2 separate regions of the Mus musculus genome follow, and region 1 is linked to region 2. The links are chromatin contacts, called in public Hi-C maps. All regions are on one chromosome and are shown on one strand. Each heading gives the region's core, a stretch centred on a gene start, on an enhancer-like site or on the middle of the called end of the contact. The rest is flanking DNA. Distances are from core to core; before and after follow the strand shown.

Region 1 (4,442 bases), core at 1,524-4,023, 160 kb after region 2:
AGTTCCTTGATCCACTTAGACTTGAACTTTGTACAAGGACATAAGAATGGATTAATTTCCATTCTCCTAAACCTGATTAAAAAAAAAAACTTCAGTGAAGTATCTGGAAATAATATTAACCCAAACAAATCAGTGGTCTTCCTCTACACAAAGGATAAACTGAGAAAGAAATTAGGGAAACAGCACCCTTCACAATAGTCACAAATAATATAAAATACCTTGGTGTGATTCTAACTGAGGAAGTCAAAGATTTGTATGATAAGAACTTCAAGTCTCTGAAGTCCAATCCTCATGCATTGGCAGGATTAATATAGTAAAAATGGCTATCTTGCTGAAAGCAATCTAGAGATTCAATGCAATCCTCATCAAAATTCCAACTCAACTCTTCACAGAGTTAGAAAGAGCAATTTGCAAATTCATCTGGAATAACAAAAAAAATCTAGGATAGCAAATCTATTCTCAACAATAAAAGAACCTCTGGTGGAATCACCATGCCTGACCTCAAGCTGTACTACAGAGCAAGTGTGATAAGAAACAGCATGGTACTGGTACAGTGGCAGACAGGTAGATCAATGGAATAGAATTGGAGACCCAGAAATGAACCCACACTTCTATGGTCACTTGATCTTTGACAAAGGAGCTAAAACCATCTGGTGGAAAAAAGACAGCATTTTCAACAAATGGTGCAGGTTCAACTAGCATGTAGAAGAGTTCGAATTGACCCTCTCATCTTTCTTACTGACTGGGAGGCATGATCCGAAGTTTTTGGGATGCCGTATCCTCCAGCATTCTTGCTGCAAGTGACCTCAGAGCTGGATTGAATTGCAAACCATCCCCTTATTAATAAATATCCATTTTACAAGTTATATGTATTTAAGGCTTGCAAATTAGCATTTGATTTACAAGGTACCGTGATTATTGCCACCATCTTATGAATTATCTACCCCACCTGACATGTCACGTGGTAACTTTCCAGGGCTGGCAGCCTCTGGAAGCTTGAACACAGGAAAGGAATGCATTTTCCCTCAGAACTGAACACTGCACACTTGAAACTACCAAAATGGTGAAAAAAAAGGTAGTCTCTGTCTTCTCAAGCCAGCTGGTGTACAGTATCCATTTGTGGCAGCCCTAGGCAACACGATTATTCTTTCCTGGCTCTTCAACTAATTAAGTCCAGCAGCCATCAAGGACCTCCTAGGTCCAGGCAAGGGACCAACTCTGGAGACCGTTCTCCTTGACCTCATTACTGTTTTGAAGCCACCAGCCAGTGTGCTCGAGGACAGTAGACCCAGGCTCTGTTCACAGTGCCTAACACACTGTTGTGGGAAAAGACAGTGGACGTCTGGGGGACCCTCCCCTCTCAGAAATGATACATTCAGATATCACTTACTATGTATGTTCTTTTAACTTTTGTGATGCGAAAATTTTGAGATGCAAGTTCATTATTTATGAATATTCATAGAAAACTTGAACATTTTCCAAACTTGGCCTTTCATTTCTTATCAGCTAACCAAATAATTGATGTGTGTTCTTTTTCTGTAAGAGAATGTTCTCAAGATGTGTGACAGAAGTATTAAATTCATGAATTTTGAGGTTAATTTTGTCTCTGATGATTCAAAGGAGAAGAGAGTTAGCAATAGAGCAAAAATAATTCTCGGCTCTTATCTTTTACTTCTAGACACCTATGAGAGAAGAATGAAGTAATGCTTAGCAACGATTGGTCCATTACAGAGAAGAATCAGGACGTCTGAGGAGCATTTAGAAGCTTCAGAGAAAATACCACTTGGAGTCTGCTTCTGTAGAGCAGCAAAGCAGAGATGCTAGGGATAAAACAGAAACGGAACTGTAGAAAGGACCAACTCCAGAGCGTATTTACCACAGGTGACTGGAGAAGGCACCCGAAGCAGAGAAGTTACTCAAGAGCCTCACTGGGCAGGTGTCATCCTGGAGACAAAAGGACAGGCAAAAGACCTCAAGGGTCCTTGCTAGCCTTGGCGAGCTGGACCTCACCAAGCACAAGCAAGCAAACACACACCTTTCCCTCCATCTTTGGGTGTTTGTTTCCTTATGCACCTGTCATTTTATAAAACAAGGCGAGAAAATACGAATGCTTTTCTGTCATAGTCTGTTATTACAGGAGCAACTTCTAACCAGAAAGAAAAGTACTTCTCAGGCCTTCAGTGAGCTGCCTTCTCATGAACTCAGTCAGAAACACAAAGTGTTATATGTTCCTGTTCTCACCATCATGGGCACTGTCTTTCTCTTTCCCTCCACCCTATTCGTATCCATTTTCCACCCTATTCGTATCCATTTTTGTAGACCTCTTACTGAAACTATGCAAACAAACAAAAACAAAAACAAACAAAAACAAACGTTGTGGGGGCGGGGGAGTGTGCAAAGTGCATAGAAGAGAAAAGGGGAAAAGGAAAAGAAAAAGAGAAGAAAAGGAGAAAAGAAAAGAAAAGAAAAGAAAAGAAAAGGGGCCACTCTCCTGAAAAAAATAAAAAAAGGTAAAGGTGAGATTTCTGTCTTCTGGAATTTTTGCCCCCAGTAGTCGTCTGCTTCATCCTGTAAGGTACACAGTGATGGCCAAGCTCTCCGTGTAAATATGTCACCAGAGAAAGGACTCTTGCACCCAAAGAAAGGAAGCCTAGCAGGCAATGCTCAAACCTTGCTTGTTAGAGGGACGGAGGCCTTTGGGGGCTGTCCCTTTGTCTCTTGCCTTCTAGCTGCTTGGGCATGAAGAAACTGGACAAAGGGCCTGCACTGTGGTAGGGTGTGAACTCTTCAGGCGGCTGCTTTGAGCTTTAATTACCCTCCTAGCTTTCTGTCCAGACCTAGTTGGGCCCTGGGGCAGATTGCAGGGTAACACTGCCATCTAGCGGCCATTCTTGCCTGGTGAGCAGGAGTCTGTGCCCTCAGGCTGGCTCCTTGGCTCACATATTCTCTCTCTCTCTCTCTCTCTCTCTCTCTCTCTCTCTCTCTCTCTCTCTCTCTCTCTCTCTCTCTCTCTCTCTCTCTCTCTCCCTCCCTCCCTCCCTCCCTCTCTCCCTCCCTCCCTCTCTCACTCCCCCTTCTCTCTCTTCTCTCTCTCTCTCTCTCTCTCTCTCTCTCTCTTCTGGCACCCCTCTCTCTTTTCTCTCTCTCTTTTAAAAAAGGATTTTATCCCATCAAGGAAAAAAAAGAGCTGGCTCTTGGAAAACAACCAACTCTGTTGGAACTCGGAGATAATAATCAGTTTCTCTGGGCTTGTGAAATTGGCTCATTAAGCGTGCTTTTTAACAGAAAATATTGGAAGCGATTAAGTCTGCTTTACTGAGTGGGCATGAAATGGCCAACCTTCGGCCACCCACAGCTCCTAGGTGCCTGGCGCCGTTTTATGCATGCGGCGTAATGTCTTTACTTGAAGTGGTGTTTATTCATCACCTGCTTATTTATCTCTTCGCGTTTGGCAGGCACATCGATCAATGTTAAACTGTCACACAAGGTTATTTTTCTTTTACATAACAGTATAGGCCTAAGGTAGTGGCATATTAAAAGTAATAACTTTCTAACTTGTAGCTCAAGATGACAGCCCCATTTTTACCAGAATATATTACAGCACGGAATTCCTCATTCCATTCCCCCACTCCCACCCTACACTTTGGTACGACTCCGCCTCGCCTCTCCAAGGTCAAAGGCTTCCTTCTGCCTAGCTGGCCTCCCACTTTGCATACCACTCAGTTCTCTCTTCACCTCCAGTTATCTGCAGCTTTTAGGCTGATAAGCCCACAGTGAACATTCTGTCCACCTGATGTACACATCTCCTGGTCCCTGTCATGATGACATCTGCCCCTTTGCATAAAGATGCGTCTCAGGGAGCAAAGGGAAGCGAGAGAGGAACGCTCCTTTGTGGTGAAGGTTGTACTGGGCTATTTCCATGTCTGAAGCCATCTCAGTAGAGGTGGGGGAGCCTGTGCAGCTTTATTTTGCTTTCCAGTCACTGGAGATGACAACAGCAGTGACAAACCCTTGGTGTTGGGGGAGACAAACATGTATAAGAAGCTAGCACGGCTTTGAAGCAACCAGCATTGGCCCAGAGCTTTTAAGTTGGGTTGTCTCCCCCTCTGTCCTTTGGCTCTAGGTTCTTTTGTGTTGCCTTCAAACTCCTCCCAGTTTGTGATGCCTCTTTTCTTGGCCACAGGCCAAGCAAGCTTTCTTTGTACACGCAGTTTTTCTTCTCCTTTCTCCCCCTCCCAACCGCCACCCTATTCTAGCCTGAAAATGCCTACAGATAGAATATCAGATCTTTTTAGTTTCGAATTTCAAAGTGGCCCTTAGAATTCCTTCCTGCCCTTGATCTCTCTCCTTTTGGGCTTCAGCTCCTACTTGGACGCTGTTGCTAATTCTGCCTCTTGGACAGTGGCTTTCTGCTACAATGCTTTGATAATCTTGGGTACACA
Region 2 (4,129 bases), core at 607-3,106:
AGTGGTCATTATGCAACTTTACAAATAAATTCCTGAGAGCTGAAGAGGAATTTAAACAATGTACAAATATACAAAAGCTGCAGGGGCCGTAAACAGCACAGGCAGGATGAAGTTGCAAAAAGCTTGTATTTGTATTCTAATTGATCTTTTCACAAAATGAAAAGAAGAGAGAAAAAAAAATGTCTTATGGAAATAGAAGATGACATATCAGCCTGAGTAATCAGGAAGAACAGGGCAGCTCTGTCGTGCTTGGGCATTGCCATAAGGCAGAAGTGGGCAGCTCTGTGGTGTTTGGGCATTGCCATTTGTTTTTCTAATCATTCAGAATAATCTTCCAATGGTATAAGCATATTACAATGATTTTAATAATATTATAATATTATGTGGGGGAATGCCAGGGCCAGGAAGCAGGAGTGGGTGGGTTGGTGAGCAGAGGGAGGAGGGAGGGAAGAGGGGGAGGGTGTTTTAAGGAGGGGAATCCAGGAATGGGGATAACATTTGAAATGTAAATAAAGATAATATCCAATAAAAAAAAAAGGAAAGAAAGAAAACCCCTTAAATGAGCATACTGTCCCTAAGATTAACATTGGTTTTTAACATGATTGCATTATGCATGGACTCTGAAGAACTTATCAAATTGTATAGACATTGCTAGATTTGAATAAATGGTAGGGAACACTCAAACACTAATTCAAACATATTCCTTTGTTCTTTTTAATTACTATGGGTTAGGTTCTCTCACATTGGAAGTTCTATAAAAAGTGTTTTTTTTTTTTCCCACCCACAACCCCAATGTATTTTAGCCATCATAGAAACACATTTGAAATATATGTTGAGTGACATAAACACATTTGATGATTAATATTTATTCTGTCAAGACTGAGTTCAGTAATATGACTTCTAATTTGAACCTACAAGAGCTTCCTTTGCCTGCAATCTTACCTCTCAGTACTTTCCTATTTGCTACCTCATGTCTTGGAAACAGACCCAGTCAGATACATGGTTTTCTTTTTCTTCCATATTTGAACTGTTGAAACAGAAAAATGAGCTTTTTGCCTTGTTGGTATCCTGTCTGGACTCCACCCCACAGATACCTGGCAACAGCCAGGAATGCCCCTCCCCATGGTTATCTAGCTATAGCCAGGTAGGCCTGGCTCTATAAAAGGGTCTGCTTGCCCCCTTCTCTCTCTCAGTTGGTCCCTTGCCTCTCTCCTGCCTCTTGCCCCCTTGTTCCCTTCCCCCCTTTTCTCTCCCCCCATCTCCATGTGGCCATGGCCAGCTTCTACTTCTCTTTTCTCTCCTCTCCGCCTTTCTCTGCCTCTGCTACTCTCTTACCTTGCCTCCCCATGCCCTAAATAAACTCTATTCTATGCTATACTGTCCTGTGGCTGGTCTCTCATGTGGTAGGGATGCCTTGGCCTGGGCCCGCTGAGGCACTCCCTTTCCCCACACCTCCCCAAACCCTTCCAGAACACATGCTTATATTGCTTTATCTTTTTATGATCACAAAAGGCCTCATGTTCCTGGCGAACTATACTGAAACATGGAAAATGTGTAAGTGTGTGAGGGGATGTGGAGAGTCATGAACTCCAGAGTGGGGACTGGGTTCCTTCTTGCTGTGTGTCCTGCAAGTCCTATAGAAACTCTATCTGTAATCTGCAACCTGTTTTCACATATACAGTTAGTAAAAATGGCAGTCAGATATAGGGAAGACCTCTCTCAAAGTTAAATACACATCCCATCTTTGCTGTATTACTAACAATCCTCATTCTTTTATTTCTATCCCCCTTGCTAAGAGTGTCCTTTGTGGCATTTAGCTGTGATGAGATGGGCACATGAGCAGGCTCCTCCAGAAATGACACCAGCTGGTTTGGAAAGACTGGCAAACCCTCCAGTCTCCCTCTATCTACCAAGTTAGAGATTGACTTTATTATCTGCGGGAGTGCCATGGCATGCCCAGCCCAGTCTCCAAAGGTCTGGGATGCAGTCATGAAGTACAGCCCCATTCTCCATGTCACTCACTTAGATTTAGTCATAAGTTCAGGAATTGCTTTTTAACAACAACTACAAAAAGAGTGAGGGTCATCCACTTCTAATGCTGGAAACCTTGGGCTAATCTGTCCCATGCATTCAAAAGAAAATATAACTTCTTGGCAGAGAATAGCATTATAATGTAAAATCCCATATGCTGTTATACAGTATGTTGCAATCTGTTTTATGGCTGCCTCTACTCTAACGAGTGAATACTGCCAATAAAGCAATTGAAGATAACACTAATTGCTTATTTCTGTGATTCATAATTTTTATGGCTGCCTTATAGCTCTTTAGTCAAATAGATGCTTTTTGGCCTTTAAGATCTAGAACTCATGTACTGTAGCAGTGAAACTGGAAATGCACATGCTGGCCTGAGATGCTTTTCTGTCCTTGATGAATAGAAGGAAGCAGAAAAATAGGAGAAAGATGAAAAAGAAACACACCAGTGTTAAGTCAGCTTTAGAAGACAAACCTTAGATTTGAACAATATTTGGGTAATTTTAAACACATACATAAATATATGTCTGTGTATGAAACTAAAGCTGTCAGCTCCCCTTGGATTCCCCAAATTTGGAGAACAAACAAGGAGAGCAATGGTGACCATGGAAATCATGGAGTTTGATTACAGGCATTCAGAGGTGAGGACTGAGCAGGCTCCCTAGACCTAGATAGACCACAGTGAGCTAATGAATCCGAGTTTCAGAGTCAGATTCCTCTTCAACATTCTCTACTGACTAAATGGACACAAAGATCTTTGCCTATTGTGAAGGCTTGTATACATGCTCATCACAGTGCTCGATCCTTATTTGAGGACACCTGGCATTCCTTCTCATGGATAATAGCGTTGAAGCATCAAATTATACGTCAGTTACCTTCTAACTTATCAGATCCCTTGCTAGTTGTTGTGTAGCCTGTGGAATAGTTTCAAGGTATCCTGGGAGCTTGTTGCAGGTTTGGGATTTAGGCTCACACACAGATCACAATCTTTTTTTTTTTTTTAAATAAAAAATCTCTTGGTGATTAGCATGCTCATGAAAGACCGAGAAGTCTCACTTGGAAACAAGGAAGATGGAACTCAGCAAAAGTACATGACTCACAAGAGGCCTCAGTGAGCCAGAATGAAAGCTGAGTCTTATACCACGAGCCTAGTCCATGCTTTCAACACCACAGAACATGGAGGATTTCATTAACAGGTGACAGATCTTTTTGATTCATGGCCTCAAAACATGGGACATATATTTGAAGTTTAAAATAACATAACTCAAGAAAGTCTTGCTTCTTTTTTGTCAGAGGGTGAAAATAAAATTCAGAGCAAGTGGCCAGTAGGTTGTAGCACAGAACTTAAACTGTATGCAAAATGTGTTGAAAACACCCATGATTTCTATTCATGAGGTTCAGAAACTATATTCTTAAATGGAGGAATTAAGACACTGAAATTCAAGGTTTATGTGCAAAGACCACAGGAATCTAGTATTCATGTTTTTGTTTGTATTCAACTTTCTGAATATTATGAGTGTTCTGTAAGAAAAAGAGGCGAAGTCTATGGTTTTTTTCACGTTCAAACAGGAATACAAAAAAAGCACTGAGTCCAAAGAAGAGAGGTCAAAAGGTCTCATTAGTTAGAGTATTAAAATGCTTACAAATCCCGTACAAAGTATAAACACAAGACACAGTTCAGAGAGACGTGACTAAATTGGTTTCATTATCAAACTCACATATCAGTGCATATTGTATACTTGCTATTGGGTAGACTAGTATTATTTATTATATTTACTAATAATTGAACATGAGTCATAGATGCATTATTTCATTTAATCTTAACCAAATTTTGTGGGTTGCTATTATTTTCCTCATTTAATGTATAAATTCATTTGGCTGGTCTTAAAAACAAACAAACAGACAGACAGACAGACAAACAAACAATCAGAAAGACTCAACTGTGACACAAAGTCAGTAAAGTAAGAGCATGGGGGTAAACTGAGTCACTAGGTGTTGAAAGCAGCCCTGTAAATTAATGTTGTGACTTGGAATGAGGTGTTTGAGTCAGCCCCTGAAGATCCGATTTTCCTAACCCTCTGCTCTGGATTGAATCTTG

The links. Hi-C and Micro-C count contacts between places; a contact is called where the count stands out from the background.
Region 1: a contact with region 2 is called in a Hi-C map of cortical neurons, with 2.6 times the contacts expected there. The contact joins two enhancer-like sites. A contact is called at or near these places in 3 of 39 promoter capture datasets (embryonic stem cells, hippocampal neurons and stem cell-derived epiblast-like cells), 9 of 484 Hi-C or Micro-C datasets (cerebral cortex, cortical neurons, embryonic stem cells and 2 more), 2 of 115 datasets of contacts at active chromatin or transcription factors (embryonic stem cells and neural progenitor cells) and 1 of 9 other capture datasets (embryonic stem cells).

The regions. Positions count from the first base shown.
Region 1 is chr11:26,958,923-26,963,364 of GRCm38.p6, forward strand. No RefSeq gene overlaps it. Among named protein-coding and RNA genes, the nearest start is that of Gm25387, 360 kb to the right of the region's middle. Within about 2 kb of position 2,774, at least 31 of the 459 cell types and tissues checked have an H3K27ac peak or open chromatin away from gene starts, as enhancers often do. A contact at or near this core is called in cortical neurons, where this site is marked.
Region 2 is chr11:26,800,520-26,804,648 of GRCm38.p6, forward strand. No RefSeq gene overlaps it. Among named protein-coding and RNA genes, the nearest start is that of Vrk2, 210 kb to the left of the region's middle. Within about 2 kb of position 1,857, at least 10 of the 459 cell types and tissues checked have an H3K27ac peak or open chromatin away from gene starts, as enhancers often do. A contact at or near this core is called in cortical neurons, where this site is marked.